2 separate regions of the Gossypium arboreum genome follow, and region 2 is linked to region 1. Evidence: chromatin contacts called from public Hi-C data. All regions are on one chromosome and are shown on one strand. Each heading gives the region's core, a stretch centred on a gene start, on an enhancer-like site or on the middle of the called end of the contact. The rest is flanking DNA. Distances are from core to core; before and after follow the strand shown. Region 1 holds the start of LOC108456062 (zinc finger CCCH domain-containing protein 15). Region 2 has its middle 7.4 kb from the start of LOC108457167.

What was found. A called contact is a pair of places that touch in the nucleus more often than the background predicts.
Region 2: a Hi-C map of leaf shows a contact between it and region 1, with 2.4 times the contacts expected there. The contact joins the enhancer-like site here to the promoter of LOC108456062 in region 1. A contact is called at or near these places in 2 of 5 Hi-C or Micro-C datasets (both in leaf).

What each region holds. Positions count from the first base shown.
Region 1 is chr3:10,069,685-10,075,502 of ASM2569848v2, forward strand. LOC108456062 (zinc finger CCCH domain-containing protein 15) reads right to left here and starts at 4,377. Exons shown (of 2, transcript XM_017754654.2): 1 at 3,605-4,377; 2 at 1,985-2,865. The coding sequence starts at 4,180. The coding sequence ends at 2,554.
Region 2 is chr3:10,121,473-10,126,795 of ASM2569848v2, forward strand. No RefSeq gene overlaps it. Among protein-coding and RNA genes, the nearest start is that of LOC108457167, 7.4 kb to the right of the region's middle. Within about 2 kb of position 3,544, at least 2 of the 2 cell types and tissues checked have an H3K27ac peak or open chromatin away from gene starts, as enhancers often do. A contact at or near this core is called in leaf, where this site is marked.

The sequences.
Region 1 (5,818 bases), core at 3,127-5,626:
AGAAAGAACCAGCCATCGACGGGTTGTAGTTGAGGGATGGAAACTCTCCACAGAACTTTAGAAAAAGTACAATGGTTTAATTCATTTTAAATTATTTTACTATGGTTTGATTGATTTTTTAAATTATTTTAATAGTGCTTAATTAGTTTTGAGATATTATAAAAATTCTAAAAGAATTCTAAAAAAGGATAAAAAATACTAAAATGAATAATCATTTTAATAACTTATATAACTTTTATAATATTTTAATAATTTTAATAATTTTAAAAATTAATAAAAATATTATTCATTTTTGTTTCTCTCTCACACTACTTTGCATCATATCTCAATTCATCATTATCAACTTTTCTTGTACCATCTCTCGCTAATCAAAACCATTACTCATTAAACATTAAATTTATTGTCTATCAACCTCTTACTTAACACCCATACAAGTATAATCACATCATTATATTTCAACCACTCGTCAAAACCAAATCCAAGCATTTCAAATAACAAAATTTTTCTATATATTTCTTATATATATATATTTATAATTTATATAACTTTTAAGTACTTTTAATAAGTTTTATAACTTTTCATAAGAATTTTATAAATTTATATATATTTCTATAATTTTTTACATTTTAAATTGTTTTCTATAATTTCTAAATTTATATATTATTATATTTTTCATAACATATTAATAATATTCTATATTTTTATAATATTTATAATTTTCCTATTATTTTATTTTTCCAAAATTTATAATATTTTGATATTTTGAATTAAATAATTAAAAATCAATTAAGTCCGTATAAATAATAAAAGATCAATTAAGCTTTTCATATCAACATTTTTTTCACGTCAAATGTCATGTCAATCACCACATTATCATTTTTCTATATCAACCATCATGCCACATTAGAACTTAACAATTCGACGGGACTTCGTCAAAAAACCACAATCCAAGGGCTCAATTGAATTTTTGTTAAATTATCTTTGAAGGGGTTTTTAGTAATTAAAACTTTTTTTAAAACAAAATTAAATTAGATTTTAAATTAATGGTGTGTTTGGTTGGCCGAATATAGCACAACACGTAATCTCACATTGTGGAATAAGATTACATTGTTTGAATTCTTCATATTTTGATCACCTTATAACTTCACATTCTCAAATAATATCAAGATTTTGAAATATTTGGTTCAATCTCAATACACTCATTCCTTAGATTATCTTAACTTATGCGCGTAATATTAAATTTTGAATTAATTCACCATTTATTTTTATAATTTTAATCAATTTCGTCTTTTTTTTCCTAATAAAATTTAAGTCCAAGTGAAAACAAAATATCTCTTTTTCTTAACAGTGAAATAGTAGATGTCAACTTTAAAATTATAATTATCATATTCACTCTAAGTATTTATTTATTAATTATCATTATAATTAGAATTTATAAATTATAATTGTTCGTACATGTATAAAATTATTTATTAATATATAAAGTTTAATAAAACAATAGTTATCATGATTAAATAATATTAAAAAACAATCAAATAGGTTATACTTTTACATAATTTTATATTCTATTAATCAAATAATAAAATCTTATATCATCAAATGTAATCTTATATTCATGTATGCCTTTCTATATATTGGAGATGAGGCGGCAAACATTTGCTCTCATTCAGTGTGGGATTTAGAAGGAGCCAACAGCTAACAGTCTGCTGTAAAATTTTATAAGAGCAGAATTAGATTCCCTCGTACCATATTAACTAGTTTCATTAATTATACGTATAAATGTGAACCCATAACTTTTAGTTTCTTCAATCGTAATCAGTTTTGTTCCATAGATATACTTAAAATTTGCTATATGTTCAGAATCTTCAGATGTAAAACCTAAAATCTTTAATATTTCCTTGTTAAAGAGTATAGTGTTAAAACATAGGAACCTGTTTCTATCTTCATATAGCTAGCAGTCAGCATTTACCAAAATAAGATGAGGTTTTTAATTCAAAATTTTCATTACTCCGTACTTATAATAATACTAATAAGATACAACTTAAAAACGACAATGAGTATGCCATAAGTTTAAGTATACAACAAAAAGCTCATCCAGGAGGAGTTTCAAATGGCTAATGACATCAATATTGACTTCACGGAAGTTGCTTACCTTGCCAGAATCTAAGAACATAATTACCATTAATGGTTATGTTTTTTAGTTGTTGTCGGATTGTTGCTTGGCTTAAGCGCACCAAACATTCCCGTAAGTACTCATGCTACTTGACGAAACAAACATATTAAAGAGAAGTAAAAAGAAAAAAGTGCATATCTGATATCACCTCAACAAATCTCCCACCATCGGGGAACACAAAGCCTCTACTAATCTCCATCTTTAGTAACTTTTTCTTTGATTTTATGATTCCAATTTCGAAATTTAATACATGTTCATCATACCTATAAACTGACTGGATTAAGCACATTATTTATATAAAAAAAAAAAACTGGGGTTCAGAATTATATGAACATCTCTACAGCTACCAACCAATATGATAATCGCCTGAACGAATAGGTTTACCTGGTTTGGGGCTTTAGGTGGCCAACGGACTTCTCCTGTTCAGTAAGTGCGTGACGAAAGTGGCATCGATGGCCATAGGAACAGACATCACCAGTAAGGACCATCCTGCAGACCTCAGTCTTGTATCGAGGGTGGCGTATTACAGGGCGGAGCTCTTCGACACTGTGAGCAAACTGGCAGTGGTCACCATATGGACAGGCACCAGTCTCTTGCCATTTGTTGCAGAGCTCAGTCTTTAACATGCCCTGGTTGTATACTTCCAGTTCAAGTAGCTCTTCCTCCTCCTTCCCTCCTTGCACGTACACCTTCTGCTTTACATTCGCCTAAAGACATTATTCACCCTATCTATTATAAAATTTAATTAAGAACAAGAAACAAATGAATAATCTATTACTAATATTCTCATTTCAATAAAATTTAATTAAGAACAAGAAACAAATGAATAATCTATTACTAATATTCTCATTTCACATTCTTTTGGTGGTAACAAGGCAGTTCACCATACAAACAAAACCTTACACGTCTAAGCAAACCTCTGGTTGTTAACAATCTTACTAACGCCATCGTTTTAACTTTCAAAAGTCTTAACTCTAAACTAACAAATTTTCATGTTATACAGATAAAACACAAGGATGATTTCAGAGTCCCTTGAACTGGCTCCTCACTTCTCCCCCAAAAGGCTAAAAAGGCACTAACAAGAATAAATTTGAACTAAATATATATCATCATCTCAGTCGCGTCTAAAATAATTAAGTTTATTGTATTGCTTCATTACCAAGTCAGAGAAGGTATTCACTAAATAAAACCGTAATAAAAAATGTAATTAATGCTTAATGGTGCTCGTTCCGTCGTTTGGCTGCGAGAATATTGTTCTGATGCCAGCTTTGCCTGACATATAGCTTTAGAAATAAGCAAATAAATATAACTCTAAAAATGAAAATAAACTGGCGATATGTACATAATGTAGAACAATAGACTGGCAATTACGAATTTGCTATCCGAACAGAATAAGGGAAAGAATTAGAAGTAAGTCAAAATTATACTCACAGCTCTTCTGATCTGTTGAGAAGCATTAGAAGTCTGAGCTAGTCCCCGAGTTTTACCACGATGACTCGCTGCTCCAGCTTTACTCATCATCTTCTGATATTCGTTAGATCTAATCGATATGCTCTTAGGCAACTTAACCCTCTCGACATCCACTTCACCTTCCATATCAGAAACTTCTTCCTCTCCTACGCCGCCGCCGAAACAAAGTCCTTCCAACGCGTTCACCAAATCAAACGGCGCGGTGTTGTAATCAGAGGATGCAAAGTGATCCTGAACAGAGGCTTGGATCAGTGCGTTGAGTTGCTTGTTGAGGTCGCGGTTGACTGATCGTAGAGAAGTATTCTCTTGGCGGAGTGATTCGGCTTCTTTTGCAGCTTCGCGGAAGCGCGAGAGGCAGAGGCTGTGACGGTTGATCATATCTTGATGCTGTTGCATGAGAATGCGGGGATGGTGGAGAGCTAAGAGAGAGGCGGATGAGTTGGCGGCGGAGGAAGCGTAAACTCCGCCATTCTGGTGATGGTTCAGTTCTCCGGCTGCGAGGTCACCGTAGGCGGTTGAAACATTGTCGTTTTGCATACCGAAGCTTGAAAAAAGAATTTAGAGAAAGCAGAAAAAAGTAAAAAAAAAAAAAACACCGTAATATCGAATTGGAGGGAAAAAAGTGGCCTGGCAGTGAATTGTAGAGAGGAATTCTGGAATCAAAACCGTTAAATAAGCACATCATAGAATTACCCCTTGTTCACTTTAGAATTTTCAACTCTTTACCTACTTTTTCCCTTGGATTTCAATCATCTTAAATCATTGTTAGGGCATTTAAGTCATTTAATCTAAATTGTAAATTTCATTTTCTAGTTCACAAATAACAGTTGCAATACTTGTTTGCATGCACCAACAGTGGTACCAGCAGAAAACAGATAAGTGCGCTTGCATTGCATTTTGGCAATGCAGGATTCACACCATTAGAAAATGACGTAAATGTCCTCTTGATTTAATTATATTAGCAAGGATACCCTTCTACGCTTTCCTTCATCCTCAAGTTTTGACAACAGATAATGGGAGGGGGGAGGATGATGATCAAGCTCAATCATGTTTGTGTAAATCCAACGGTCACGATTATTTTATCAGGGTTGTCTAATTGATTTTCTGTAATTAGAAACAACTTATGGCACAGGAAATGCGAGGCCCGGATGCGGTTAGAGAGAGCTTTTGATGATATGAGTTGCTTGTAATTGAAGTTAATTTGATGGGGGGATAATTGTGTCTGCGAGGTTTTCTAAGTCATGAAGCGAGATTAAGACATATAAACCATTTAGCAATGTTATTTGATTTAGATCAGATTGATGGATCAGATCGATTAAATTGAGAGTCAATTAATATGTTAATTTGGAAGGTGTTTTTGGACCAATTAAATTGGAAGTCGATTGAATTGGTAGTCAAACCGATCAGATCGACAAACCAACAGTCTGATCAATTTGACTAATGATTTGATTTAAAAAGTATTTTTAGGAAGGAGGAAGCCATCATTTTCTTCAGGAGATTACTTCCTTATCACAACTATAACTATCTCCTAGTGTCACAAGGCTAGAACTTTAATTTTGCAAACTGCGCGACCTGCAATTTATTTGCTTCAAATCTGCCTAAATAAAAGTGAGAATTTTCGTAAAAGATCTCTAAGACACTGAAATATAGTGGAAACAAACTCGAACTAAAAGAACAATGTAGAGCAGAAAAGTCAATGAGAAAGTAATGCACACCAAGTGTTTGAGTAAATGCTCTCAAATATATTTACAACTACGAATGAAATTATTACAAATGAGGAGAAATACTTCTATTTAGTTGAGCTCCCCTAAAACTAACAGTACTGGTTGGGTTACATTGACGGTCAAGGTTGGAGTCTATCTACAATTGATAATACTAAGCGATTTAAACTCTATATAATCTTATTCCTTTAGGATTTACACTATTTACCTTGATAACTCTAATTTTACTGGAATGTTTAATTAGGTAACCAACACTTCAATTAGATAGACTTCTCCATGAGTTCCATGAGTCAAGTCAATTCAATTGAATTAAATGAGTCTCATTTCATCAATTGACCTCTATGGGACACTCTTTACGCAATTGTCGCGGGCTTTGATCCAGGTCCGTGACACTAGCAATATCATATCTAATTTGATGATTTTCTATATAGGATTACATGTTAAAAGAAACTCT
Region 2 (5,323 bases), core at 2,294-4,793, 51 kb after region 1:
AACCCTCAAAATCGATGTGAGAGGACGTATTTAACAGCAAATAACAAAGTTTTGAGATCAAAAGACAAAACCTAGAAAGGAAAAAACAACAAAAAAAGGAAATTTTAATATGCCAAAGAATTGAATATAAGATTTCATCAAGTAAAAAGAATAAAACAACATAGAGTAGAGAATATAGAGAAAATTTGAATTAAAAAAAAAGGCAAGAAAACCCATGAGCAAGAAGAAAAGACAGACAAAAGAGAAAGAGAATTGAAGGAAATTTATATCTGGGAAGCGAAAAAATTAATAAGAAATAAATAAGAAAAAGGGATTTAATAAGAGGGTTACTGTTTATAGATTTTTATATGCCAAAACGGCGCCTTTTTAATAAAAGTAAAAAAATATTTATGGCTATTGCTTTACGTTTTACGACATTTATGAGAAAAACGTCGTTATTGCTTTACTTTTTGCTGCATTTATGCAAAAACGCCGCTAATGCTTTACCTTTGCTGCGTTTTTTATCCAAACGCCACTAAAAACGCCGATAAAAACCTGTTTTACTGTAGTGTAAGATAAAATGTTTCATATAATTAAAAACTATTTTTATATTTTATTATTTTAAGCTTTAGATTATTATTTGATGATATTCTTATAAATTATGCTTAGGTTATTTTCTCAATTCTCAATTTTAATTCGGGGTGGAGCATTTTGAGAATGTACTAATAGAAACATTAGAAGGTACACGATCAGTAATTGAAAGATTAGAACCTTCTCTTGATGCTTAAGTCAGAATGGTTAATCAGGTTAGATTCAAGTATTATTATTTGTAATTTAGTTACATAATTTGAAATAGAATTATTTTTTTTTTAATTTTTACTCTATCTTTTATTTATGCAATCGTTACTATTTAGAGATAAACATGAGACATTCGGTACTCCACAAGCACAAAGAGCTTGGAAGCCAATGAATCTAGGTAAACAGTTAATTAAATTATTTAATTTAATTTATATTATTTAATTATATTGTACATTTTGAAGTTATTTTGAAATTTAAATAATATTATGCAGCTGAGTGGTGGATAATATACGGCACATATGTTCCCGAATTACAAAAATTAGCAATTAAAGTGCTTAGTCAAACAACTTCTGCATCAAATTGCGAACGAAATTGGGGCACATTTAGTTATATTCACACCAAGGCAAGAAATAGGTAAAAGTATAAAAAACTTGAGAAACTAATGTTTACCTATTATAATATGAGGTTTCAGATAAGGCATCAAAAAAGAATGAGCATTGATGATATAAATGCTAGTTTTAATCCTATCAGCCTTGATCATATCTTTGAAGATGTTGATCCACTATCAAAATGGCTTCATGAGAAAGAGAATCCATTATTAGATGGTGAAAATACCGGTGTGTTTCCTGTGGATACCTCTGATGATGAAATGGATGTTGATCAATCTCAACAACAAAATTTGTCTCATTCAACTTCTAGTTCAATGCCAAGTCAGAGTGGCGATGGACCCGATGGTGGTGGTTTAATTCCAATTGATGAGGATGATGGACATAGTGGTGATAGAGGTGAAACTAGGTCTTCTAGTCGGTATAGAGGAGAATATGAGGTTGGTACCACTAGTGGACATTTCCGTGATAGATTAGAGTTTGATAGATATATGTTTCCTGAACTTAAGAGAGATAAAAGTGAACCTAGAGCTCCATCAAAAACAAAAGGCAAGAAGCATACTTTTGTAGACTTTTCATCTGGTAAGGGATCGAGCTCTAGTAACCTCGAGTATAATGATTCATCTACTAGCACTCAAGGTTTTTATTTACCAGAACAACCTTCATATTTTCAACCTTCACATGGTTATCCATAACCATATGGTTATTATCCACCATTTCCTAATTATGGTATGCCAAACCAGCCTCAAATGCATCCTCTACCACCAATGTATCACCCACCTCCGCCTCTCATGTATCCTCCTCTCCAAATATATCCTCCATATCAATTATATGAAAACCAAGGTGAAAATGTTACTTTTTTTGGATATATTTTTGGATAAAGGCCAAGAGAATCAAGTCAAGAACACTTTCAAAGTGAATGTGAAAGATTTGATACTCCGCGTCATTCCACTAATTGGTGAAAACTAAATCGTACCGCTACCATTATTTGTAAGGTATGTTTTTTTTAAAGAAAACTTTTGTTAATGTTCTTAATTTTGATTATATTAAAACATTTAAAATATATCTTTAGATAAATGAATGAAGTATATTTTATGAAAAGATAATTAAGAATTGAAGCATGTTAAACTATATATAAAAGTAGAATGATAGTGAGAATAAGTGGTAGGAAATAGAAATAATTAATGAGAATCTATATATTTATCTATTCCTTTTTCCTTTTGCAAGATAGAATGTTTATATCTTCACCATCTTCAAAGTCACAAGAAATATTGAAGACATCTCTCAAGTATGAATTTTAAATTATTTTATCTATAAAACTTTCAAACTTATTAAATATGATAAATGTTTAATATTTCCTTTTTTACTTTGTTATTAGTTAATATAACATTCTTAGAAAATTCGTAAGTATATATAAGAATAATTAATGATTGTAAAAATTGTGTTCTCATATCATATTAATAAAAGTTCATGTGTTAAAAACACTCTAAAAGTCATTAAAAGTGACTTTTTATAATTATAATTATAATTATTATGTTTTACAATAAGTTGTACGAATTTTAAAAAAATTCACAACCGTGATACCATGATGACCGCAATAGCATCCGTTATGTCTGCAACCGTGATAAATGCAATGAGACAAAAAAACGCGGCCACAACCGCAATTTAAATCCCTGCTCCACGTATAAAACTAAGGAATTGATAACGTTATTAATTAATATTTAGAAAATTAGTTTTCTTTTCCACGACGTTTATTATTTTAAAATAAAAATAACATATTTCATGTAAATACTATTTAAAATAAATAATATTTTATAAATCGAAGAAGGAGAATGAATGATCGTATTTATGGTAGAGAAAGTGATTGTGACGCAGAGTAGGTGGAGGGCAGCAGAAGAGGCGACTGTAGCAGTTGCACCATTGAAAAAGGATAACAATGGCAATAGCGAGAACACGAATAAAAAATAGCTGGTGCAGGGATCAATGATAAGTTAGTTGTCGCAGCGACAGAGAAAGTGACAATTAGGGAGGAGGAGAACAGGATCAAATTAATAGTAATTGTAAATATAGAGGTTAAATTTGTTGAATTATTTAAAATTGGGATTAAATTGATAGCATGTGTAAACCTTACAATCTTAATGTGTAATTATACCAATTTAAAAGGACATGCAATAGAGACGAAAATGAAATTTTGTATAGTTGGATGATGAAAACAGAAATACACAACTAATTAGACGATTTAGAAGGGGACTCGTTGTGTATCGTCAAGAAGTTGTCGCCGTGTTTCTCACTAGTTAGACCCATTGTTGAAGATACTGGATTGTTGTTTCGGCATATCCTTTTTTGTGAGGCTCGATTCACGCCCAGGGATGGTAACAAAGCAACACATATTCTTGCGGCAACAGGCATGAAGAAGGGGAGTTAAAGGTACTGGATAGAGGAGGTGCCGAGTTTCATGTTACAGCAGATACAAGAGGATAAGCGACAAGGGCTACAAGGGCTGTTTCTGAGTTTCGAGGATGCTTCTAATCGTTTTTTCATCAGTGTTTTTTCTGGGTGTTGAAACTCGCTGTGTTTCACATGCCTGGAATGGTAAAGCTTTGTTTTGTGTGCCAGCTGGTTTACTCCTTTCTATGCTCTTTATGTTTTCTTTGGACAGTTGGTATGAGCAGCTAGCCTAGTTTGTCTTTATTTGTTTTTGTGTGGACATTTAGGTTGGGTGTAAGGGCCGGACCTATTGGCTTCACTTTCAAATAGAGGTTTTTTCATATCTAACTCAAATCCTACTGTTTTTCTTAATGGCCTACCTAGGCTTTCAAATAAGCTCCTCAGGGTCATCATGATTTGATGAAATTGGATTTAAAGCTCGTCTGCAATTGAACCTTTTAGATGAGCTCTATCACTTGTTCAGGACTTTAATTTACAAAGAAAGAAAGAAAGAAAATATTCCATCTAACTCATTCAAAACATACATCCATCTGTTGTACATTGCTCTTGCAATTTTTGTAGGAAATTTAATTAATACATTTAACCATATTTACATCAATATTAAAATTTTAAATTTTAAAATTATAAGAATTATAAATAATCAAATTGAAAAACATGTATTAGATATACAGTTTTACGTGTAATACATTAATAATAAATTTTAATTAAGTGTTTAATATTAAAATTTTAAAATTCAAATAATATTAAAATTAAAACTACCGATTTAAAAATAACGAGTTAACGGTAAAAGTTGGCGTAAAATTCACATGAAACATGACCAACATCCACCTGCCTACCAAATTCTTCAAACAGTTAATAGCCACCCATCTCATGATGCTCCAGGAGCAAATCATGAGAAGGCCAGTAGATAGACTCTAAAACACATGTTAAAAAATTAAACTTAATAATATTTTTTTTCAAGGTATTTATGAAAATAAATTTAATAATTAATTTTTCGCATTCTGTAAACTTATTAAAGAATAGATATTGATCACGAATTTTAAAATTATTTTATAACCAGAGCGAAGATCACACCCTTGACAACGGGATCCATACTCAAAAGAGTTGTTTTCCACTCTCTTTTTTAACAAATCTTACCCAGTTACATCACCAATTTCAAAACATAGGATTCCACCATTCCAATGTCATAAAATTAAGAAAATGTTATTAATAGTGAAAATAAATAAAATGAGCAAAATTTAGGGGATATCCTGATCTGGTTGTTGGAGCATTAAATTTGGTTTTGGTAATCTACAAGAATGAAGATACCCCGGATCTCTCATTTTCCCCTACTAATCATTTAATCAAACTTGACATATTTAACAACATAATAATAGAAAAAGTAATAATAATATATATTTTTTATTTGACATCAGACAGAAATTCTTTGTCGTGTATGTTTTTCAGAATCTACATTACTCAAATAAAGTAAAGAGTGGGATGTTGGAGGAGTAGGGGCGGGTGGACTGGATTTAGGTTTAGACCGATGGGATGGTATACATTCCGACAACAAAGATAGGGTTAAAAGTCATGAAAACAGACAGACTGAGTGCCCAGCTATGGCAAAACACAGCTATCACACTCTTCATTTCTCTTTGTCCCAAGACTTTTGTTTTTTCTTTTACTCCCTTCATTCGCGCCGGGGAGATGACATGATTGCTCTCATATATTAA